Linked DNA regions of Mus musculus: regions 1 and 3 are each linked to region 2. A link is a contact called in public HiChIP or PLAC-seq and Micro-C data. All regions are on one chromosome and are shown on one strand. The core of a region is the stretch at or near the end of the contact, and the rest is flanking DNA. Distances in the headings are between cores, read along the strand shown. Region 1 holds the start of Uqcr10 (ubiquinol-cytochrome c reductase, complex III subunit X). Region 2 holds the start of Lif (leukemia inhibitory factor). Region 3 holds the start of Cabp7 (calcium binding protein 7).

Region 1 (2,700 bases), core at 2-2,501, 450 kb before region 2:
CTCAAATCTGACCATTATTCTAAACCTCTCTACTCTAAATTACCTACCTCTGCAATTTCTTCTCTTCAGTTTTTGCTCTAGCAAGAAGTCAGAACGATAACATTAAAATGTAAATAGACCTCAAAGCATTCCAGCTTAAACCCATTCAGTGACTCCCTAGTGCAATTAGGAAAAGAATGACTCCTTACCCAGGACGGGATTCAAGGCCAGACTAGAGATGACTTCAGGCCACCTACTCATTAGAGGCCACTCTACACTTTCTCAAGCACCCCAGCAGTGCAGTTGCCTCTAGAAACATTATCCTGTTTACCCTGCTACAATATATTCAGTCCTCCATTAAGCGGCTACTCAGGTTTAAAGAGCAAGCAATCCGTCCAAGCATTTGGGTTTTCTCTTTTACAAAGTATTAGTTTCCAGAAGTGCTGGGCTTCCCCATCGCCCACGCACCACGGCCAGAGCGCTCCAGGAGAGCTGGGAACCTTTCTTTTACTGGGGATCATCTCAAGACCCCGAGGGGATACTCAGAAAAGTACGGTGCCTTTTACAACCAGGTCACCCATCTCCGAAGCCGGGGTTCTTGGCTTTAAAGCCTACGCTCTGGAGAACAGGAAGCAAGTGCAAAGCCACTTTCCCCCCTGAGACGTGGCTTAAGAGTTAGAACTGCAGGACCCGACTTTTGCCACCCCCAAACCTACATCTGGAGTAGGTTCAAAGGACGTTAGGCAGAGAGTCGAGATGCAGCCACAGAAACTCAGGTTCCCTGCCTCTGTATTCACTCCCCATGCCAGAAAAAGCGGATAGCGCGGACTTAGAATGAAATGCCTACTCTTCTGATTGGGAAAAGAGCCTAAAACTTGGACGCGGATGTCTCACCAAAGATACCTGGTTCCGGGCTCCTCCTCTTGAGTCCTCGCGTTGCGCTCTGCTCGCTGGGATTTGTAGTCCTTCCTAAGGTACCGAGAAGGCGGAATACGAAGGCGAGACAGCACTGGGGAAGATGGGTAAGCTAAGGGGCTTTCGGGACTTGTAGTTCAAAATAGCCAAACGCAGGAAATGGTTGAGGAGAAAAACTGAGAAATAAGTCTTATCAAATTTTGGTTGTGTGGAATATGAACATTGTAATAAACTGTTACCCTGTGCACATTATCAGTTTCTTTAATGGTTCAAAATGTCGACTCTGAGATACAGAGAAACTACAATTCCCATAAAGCAGGGCGCGTTGAAACTTTTGGAGCAAGACATTGGGTTCTACGCAAGCGCAGTGGCGCGAGTTCGGCAGTGAGGCAACATGTCGTCGCCGACGATCCCTTCGCGCCTGTACTCCTTGCTGTTCCGCAGAACTTCCACCTTTGCCCTCACCATCGCAGTGGGCGCCCTGTTCTTCGAGCGAGCCTTCGATCAGGGCGCAGACGCGATCTACGAGCACATCAACGAGGGGGTGAGGGCCTGGGCCATCCTGACCTTGGGCCCGCCTGAAGGGTGACTGGGAGGGAGGTAGGACGGAACTCAATCAAGTCTTACCAGGTCTGGGGTGAACTGTGCCCGTTAATACATCTATTTCTCTTGACATGGTGCGAGGCCTAATTGGTATGTCCTGTCACACAGTTCCACATATTCATTTGCGAAAGCTAACTCCTGACTCCTGAGACATCAGAGGACTTACGGGTCTGAACCACTCCATTAAGTCGGTGGTGAGTTGGAACTCCGACCCCTGCCGTCCTTGCTAGTTTCAAGGGCAGATTTCAGCAAGGCAGTCGTTAAAAGTAGGTCTCCTTAGACCATGTGGCTGACCTTTTAAAATTGATGTTTCAGTTCCGAAGGCCGCCCACGTAGGCTCTTTGGATTAAACGTGAAGACTATGAAACCTCAAGCCCTAACTGGCAATACTGGACTTAAAGCACTTAACCGTGGTATTGAATAAAGGTCATAGTGGATCAAAGATCCTGGGATACAGATGAGGTGCTACCGTTCATACTTAATGATACCACTGAAAGATAGCATCCTGGGAAAATGTGGGGATGAATATAAAGTAGGAAATGGCGAGCCCTCTTTGACTTAACTGTCCCACACTCTGTGCATGTTTTATGTCAAAGGTTGTGAGAGTATTGGGGAAGGTATGTTACTGATGGCCAGCATGTTCATCGACTGGTTTCTTTTTCTCGAGACAGGGTTTCTCTGTGTAGCTATTGCTGTCCCGGAGCTAGATGGTAGACAAGGCTTGGCCTTAGACTCACCCTCCTGCCTCTGCCACCTGAGTGTTGGGATTGTAGGCCTGAGCCACCACCGACCAGCTCCTTCACTGAGTGGCCTTCCTTCTTGCCTTCCTTCCTTTCTTACCTCTTTTGGTTTGTTTTTAAATTTTGTTGTTTTAATTTTATTTGCTTATGTTGTGTCTGCATGTACATCATCTGTGCTAGGAACTGGACGCAGGTCCTCTGGAAGAGCAACCAGAGTACCCTTAGCCACTGAGTCGTCTCTCCAGCCCCCTCAGGGCTCTCTGACCTGCTGCCCAGACAGGCTCTGTCTACTAGTTGCTGTATTTCCTCTGGTGGGGTAGCTTCCTGTCCATATGAAAGTGTTGCCACTCTGATCTTTTTTTTTTTTTTTTTTTAAGATTTATTTATTTAGTATATATAAGTACACTGTAGCTGTCTTCAGATACTCCAGAAGAGGGCATCAGATTTCGTTACGGATGGTTGT
Region 2 (2,700 bases), core at 43-2,542:
GGGGGTGGGCAGAGGCCATTCACCAACACAAGGGAAGAAGGCTCCTCTTGGGGGCTTCCAGAGCTTTGTCCTAATATCTGCAAGGTGTAGCCCAAAAGACTGGCCACAAGGAGGTGCCAGAACCACATTCAGTGGTCAATGGGGCACAGCCTTGCCATGGCTCTGGGGGAGGGGGCAGTGGCCTTTTCCTGGTCCTGCTACCTGCTCCCACCTTGTCCTGACAGTTCTTCCAGGTGGGGATCAGACTGTCAACTTCGCAGGGGGCCACGGTGACCCAGAGAAGGAAAATGAACTGCCCAAATTCACACAGCAAGAGGCAAGAATCAAAGCAAACTAAACCACTTGGTTGTACAGACTAGTCCCAGGCTCCCCTTACTGTCCTGTCCCGGCATGGCATGACATGGACAGGATCCTGGGAACAATGTCCCCTCCTTTTGTCAGCCCCCTAGCAGGTTTGGAGGAACACTGACAAATTAGAGGTAAGAGCCTCTTGGAATTTTGGATGCCAAGCACCCAACGCAGGGGGCTCTTGCACAGACTTGGTTTTTGTTTTTCTCTCTTTGTCACTGTCCTGGAGCTCGGATGCGGGGGGGACGAAGACCGGCCAAGCTCCGATCTGGCCCAAGGTCAAAGGCAGAGGAGTAATGACCTTGGCTGATCAAGTTCCCCAGAGCACCCATGATGGTCCCCGTGGACTGCTGCAGCCCATTTTGAATGGACAGGGACGGCCCTCCACTGCTCCATCTACCGGAGGGTAAATGAGGCCTCTGCAAGCTCAGAACTCTAGAAAAAGAAAAGGGATTTGAGTCCCCTGGGGATGCAGAAATCATGACTGCCTTTAGAATCAGGCTGACCCTACCACGATGGCACAATGCAAGCCTGGAATCCATGTGCTCTCTCCACTGCCCTTTACCCATCCTGTGAACTTTAACCCACGGGACACTTCCACAGCTGGTCTCTCCAGCTTTGCTTGGCCATCCTCCAAGAGAGACTTCCAAGCCTGACTTACAATGCATCCATTACAGACAGGGAGAGCGAATGCTGGAGGGTTGTGTGGGCCAGCAGGTGCCCCTGATCCACAGGGGAGCAACTGATGGACCATCTACCCTCCTGGGGATAAGTGTGGGGTGCAGCAGTGCCCCTCCGCCCTGCCCCCTCAAGGGAATCCTACCGTGGTCTCGCAGCCCTCCACAGTCTGCACAGTTGTCCAGTCTTCAGGGTGACACCATCGTTGTTGGGCCCCTCTGCTTCCCTCTCCTCCTGAGGCTCCTCTGGCGTTGGCTCCTCACCCTGCCCCCCACCTGACTTCCGTCTGAAGTTGGTGGCCTGAGGCTCCCCCCACTTCCACCCCACCCCCAAGCTGAGGACCAGAGAGGTAGAGCACCCACACCACAGATGGAGCCTGACACGGTGGTGGGAAAGGTGTTGTTAGAAGGAGAAGCAGGGCTGGGTGTGGGGAGGGGGCGTCCCTGTACTTGATGCCCCTGGGCTGCGTGGCAAAGCCACTATGGCCTGAGTCACAGCTGACTGGGCCGCGCCTAGCCTGTCTGGGTGACCCAAGCCAGCATAAGGCAATGACTGGGCAGCTCTCCTCATGACCAGCTGGGGTCAACCTTAGGTGTTTTGACTCAGACCTGCCACAGGCTGTGTGCACAGCTACCATCCTCTGTCTCTGTCCCAAGAGCCACAGGCCTATAGCTGCCCCTGTCCCAGCCCCCACCTCATAACCCGGGGAGCTACCTGGCCCTTCTGATCTGCAATCAGCCCCAGGCTTCAGGGCCCCACCTGCTGTGGGACCTTCGTCCCTCCCTGGACAAGCCCTGCCCTTGGGAATACTCCGGGAAGCAAGGAACTTTGTTGCCTGTGCTGCTGAGGGCCTCTTGATTCTCTGTGGACTGTGACCTTTTTCTTGGTGCTACAAGGAGTTCTGTAGACTGCCTGGGCAGGCTTGCCATGGACGGCCAGAAGATGGTTGGGGACAGGGACTAAGAGAGGAGAGATACAGAAAAGAAAAAAGAAAAAAAAGCAATCAAGAAGGGATTAAGGAAGGGACTGAGAGAAGGAGAGAGGGAGGAAGGGAGGAAGGGAGGGAGGGAGGGAAGGGAAAGGGGGGAGGAGAGTAAAGTATAAAGAGAGGGAGAGAAGGAGGGACTGTTGACAGTTTTCAAACCTGCCTAGAGCAATATTAGTCCTACACTTTTCCCAGGAAACCCTGTTTTAGGGAAGTGGGCTCCAACAACACACAGTGCAGAGGCAAAACTGAGGCTTGGCCTATGAGTAAGATAAGGGCAGAGGTCACAATCTTTTCACCTGTAAGGTCTTCGTCTCTCACTGAAGAGAAAAATAATCACGCTAAAGTTGGGATGAAGGGGTGGAGTGCAGAAATGTCTTGGTGAACAGTACTCCCCTTTAACCTCTGTAGGGCCCAGGACACCAGGACCAGGTGAAACACTGCACACATAAAGTCATTTTAAAACTGGGGCTGGGCGGTGGCGCACACCTTTAATCCCAGCACTCAGGAAGCAGAGGCAGGTAGGTGGATCTCTGTGTTCAAGGCCAGCCTGGTCTACAGAGTGAGTTCCAGGACAGCCAGAGGAGAAACTCTGTCTCAGAAAACAGTAATAACAACAACAACAACCTGGGACAGCGGTTAGCAGATGGCTCTGTGGGTAAAGTGCTTGATATGCAAGCCTAACCCCC
Region 3 (2,700 bases), core at 17-2,516, 490 kb before region 2:
TATGAGAAACCCAGAGCCCTAGACAAGTCCTAAAGGTTCAGGCCTGCCTTGGCCCAGGGTGGCTGGGGGTGTTGTCTCTCACTGAGCCCCTCTCTCCCGGCGCCAAGACAGGGCTATGATTAATCAGCGACAAAAGCAGAAACAAGCAGAAAAATGTAATCAGCCAGGGAAGGGCATGGCCAGGCTGTGGCAATCAGCTTTCCTGCTGGGGCCTTTGGCTGATTGGACCCAAGGGGGCAGGGAGATAGTTCAGATGAGGGTTCCAGGAATGAGACTGAGGCCAGCTGAGGCCCACCCAGGCCAGGGGCTCACCAGATCCCATAATTGTACACGGAGACACACACATCTGTGCTCGGATACGCATAGCACTCCCAGCCCAAGGGCCTTCGCACCTGCCCACACCTGCTTCCGGGCTTCTGCCCTTCGCTGCCAGCTCACAGCTCACATGTAGGTGGCCGTGCACAGTTCAAACACTCTCATCTGCAAGTGGGTTTGAAAACGTATCTTCACAGTGTCCTGAACGAAAGATGAAGAGAAACGCATGCACATGCTGCCCCCCCCTCCAGACACCTACCCCCACCCCCATAGAACACATGCTAAGGACCGGAGGAAGGTCTAACCTGCAGCCATGTGACCAACAGGCTCTGGGTCGTCTGCCTCCTCCTCATGGCCCCTGGGGACATGAGACAGACCTTGGCTCCTGCTCTGCAAACTGAGAGGCAAGGGCTCAGGAAGGAGCCAGGACAACAGCCCTTTGTGGGATCAAGTCAACTGCTGGTGTCAGCCACAGGCCAGCGGAGTCTCCTGCAGATCTGTGCTTGGCCTCTGCCTGCTGGCCCTGCCTGGTGACCTTGGCCAATGTCCTTTTCTAAGCCTCAGTTTCCCCACCTTGGAGCCTCTCCTGGCACCAACTTGAGGATTACTGGTCCTGAGGACCCTCGCGCCTGGAGCAACCTCACCTTTCTGGGTCTCTAGTCGTTAGTTCTCAGCTCTCCGCTCTCGCTGGGGGAGGGTTAGTGGAGGCAGGTGGGATAGGGGGTACAAGGAACGGCTCCACCCCTGGTCCACACCACCCGGGTCCTGCTGGCTGCTAACGTGGGGTGCGGGAGACAGCAATCCGAAGCAGACTGGGGGAAAAGCAGAGTCGGGGAGAACCAGAGAAGGCGCCCGGGAGGGCTTGGGGTGGCCGCTCAGGGGCCGGCAGCGGGAAGGGGCGGGGGCGGGAGGGGCGGGCGGGGGAGGCGGGAGCGCGGCGAGCGCCGCACAGAGCAAGCGAGCGAGCGAGTGAGGAGTGCAGGCGGCGGCGGCGGCGGCGGTGGCGGCGGCGGCGGTGGCGGCGGCGGCGGTGGCGGCAGCGGCGGGAGCCGGAGCGGCGGGTCGGGCAGCCGCACCAGCGAGCGGACGAGCGGGCGGCGAGCAACGCGGAGCGCGCGGAGGGAGCGCAGCGCGCAGCGGTCCGAGCCAAGAGGCCGGAGCGGCGCCGCCCCCGCCATCCCTGCGAGCCCCCGGCCGGGATCCCAACGAAGGAGCCGGCGGCATGGCCCGACAGCCCGGGGCGCAGGGGCGCTAGGTCCCGGACGGGTGCCCATTGCCTCGCCGCCGCCACTGCGCGCCGCACCGCGCGCACCGCCCGCTCCAGCCGCCCCCGGGGCCGCCGGCGGCCCATGAGCCCCGGCCTCAAAGTTTGCGGCGGGCGGGCGGGCGCGGAGCCTCCAAGATGCCGTTCCACCCGGTGACGGCGGCGTTGATGTACCGGGGCATCTACACCGTGCCCAACCTGCTGTCGGAGCAGCGCCCGGTGGATATCCCTGAGGACGAGCTAGAGGGTGAGTGCCCTGCCGGGACCCCTGCCACGAGCCCTCCTACCTGTGCGCCCTGGTGCCGCGCTGGCCCGGGGAGCCCGGGACCCTGCTGCGCGACTCGGATGAGCGGCTACGCGGGAGGCGGGACGGCCGGGTGGCCCCGGGCGCCGCGGTGGGGGTCGCCGCGGCGCAGGAGCAGCCCGGCCCCTGCCCGCGTGGCCCCCAGCGCTGCGGAAACTTGCGGGGCCCCGCAGCGGGGTCACTGGGCCGCGTGGCCGGCGGTGACGGTGCGGCAAGGCGGCGGGGGCTGAAGTGGAGAGTCCGAGCTGTTGCCCCCCGCGCCCGCCACCGGAGCGTCCGCATCCTGATCCCTTCCGCGGCGCCCGCCCGTGGCTCTGCGCTCCTATTGACATTCCGCTCGTGTCGCGTTGAGAATCCAATCTGCTCCGGCAGTGGGAGAAGGGGAGAGAGGGCGACTGCCCCGCTCTTGCTGGGTGCAGGGCTACCCCCATCCCCTTCTGCGGCCCTGCGAGGGACCCCCCACCCGTGCGCTGCCGAGGCAGCTGGGAGGCGTTGGCGACAACAAGTGGCCGGATTGGGAGGCTCGGTCGCGATAGCAAAAGCCTGGAAGGAAAGGCAGAGGCCGGAACCTAAACCTCCCCCCGACCCTAGTCCCCGTGCCTTTCGGGAATAGGGACCGCACGCAGGCAGTTGGCTATTGAAGATCAGAGCAGCAGGCCGAGGCTGGGGTTCCTGGATTGAGTGTCCTGGGGCGCAGTGAGACCCCTGGGGCCTTCCTAGCTTTTTCTCTGCTGAGATTGGGGGCGGGGGTGTGCTCAAGATTCCCCTCCCCCCAGGCCTCTTGAGGCCCCATATGGAGTGGAGTCGGAGACTCTGA

What was found. A called contact is a pair of places that touch in the nucleus more often than the background predicts. HiChIP or PLAC-seq counts read pairs in DNA pulled down with a chosen protein or histone mark.
Region 1: an H3K4me3 HiChIP or PLAC-seq map of embryonic stem cells shows a contact between it and region 2, with 15 read pairs. The contact joins the promoter of Uqcr10 here to the promoter of Lif in region 2. A contact is called at or near these places in 12 of 39 promoter capture datasets (the 3T3-L1 cell line, the HPC-7 cell line, the SN4741 cell line and 7 more), 1 of 15 datasets of contacts at CTCF or cohesin (large pre-B cells), 28 of 484 Hi-C or Micro-C datasets (the AML12 cell line, CD4 T cells, the G1E-ER4 cell line and 21 more), 32 of 115 datasets of contacts at active chromatin or transcription factors (the 230-238 cell line, the SCID.adh cell line, astrocytes and 19 more) and 3 of 9 other capture datasets (adipose tissue, embryonic stem cells and macrophages).
Region 3: a Micro-C map of embryonic stem cells shows a contact between it and region 2, with 2.2 times the contacts expected there. The contact joins the promoter of Cabp7 here to the promoter of Lif in region 2. A contact is called at or near these places in 1 of 39 promoter capture datasets (pre-B cells), 3 of 15 datasets of contacts at CTCF or cohesin (embryonic stem cells, large pre-B cells and pro-B cells), 11 of 484 Hi-C or Micro-C datasets (the AML12 cell line, LSK cells, bone marrow-derived macrophages and 5 more), 13 of 115 datasets of contacts at active chromatin or transcription factors (embryonic forebrain, embryonic stem cells, epiblast stem cells and 5 more) and 2 of 9 other capture datasets (embryonic stem cells and liver).

The regions. Positions count from the first base shown.
Region 1 is chr11:4,702,895-4,705,594 of GRCm38.p6, reverse strand. It overlaps Uqcr10 (ubiquinol-cytochrome c reductase, complex III subunit X), which reads left to right and starts at 1,251. Exons shown (of 2, transcript NM_197979.3): 1 at 1,251-1,438. The coding sequence starts at 1,289. Zmat5 (zinc finger, matrin type 5) reads right to left here and starts at 939. Exons shown (of 6, transcript NM_026015.3): 1 at 874-939.
Region 2 is chr11:4,256,160-4,258,859 of GRCm38.p6, reverse strand. Lif (leukemia inhibitory factor) reads right to left here and starts at 1,292. Exons shown (of 4, transcript NM_008501.2): 1 at 1,172-1,292.
Region 3 is chr11:4,745,745-4,748,444 of GRCm38.p6, reverse strand. Cabp7 (calcium binding protein 7) reads left to right here and starts at 1,266. Exons shown (of 5, transcript NM_138948.4): 1 at 1,266-1,826. The coding sequence starts at 1,718. Gm35102 (a long non-coding RNA gene) reads right to left here and starts at 2,619. Exons shown (of 4, transcript XR_003949631.1): 1 at 1,867-2,619; 2 at 960-1,127; 3 at 621-673; 4 at 1-516.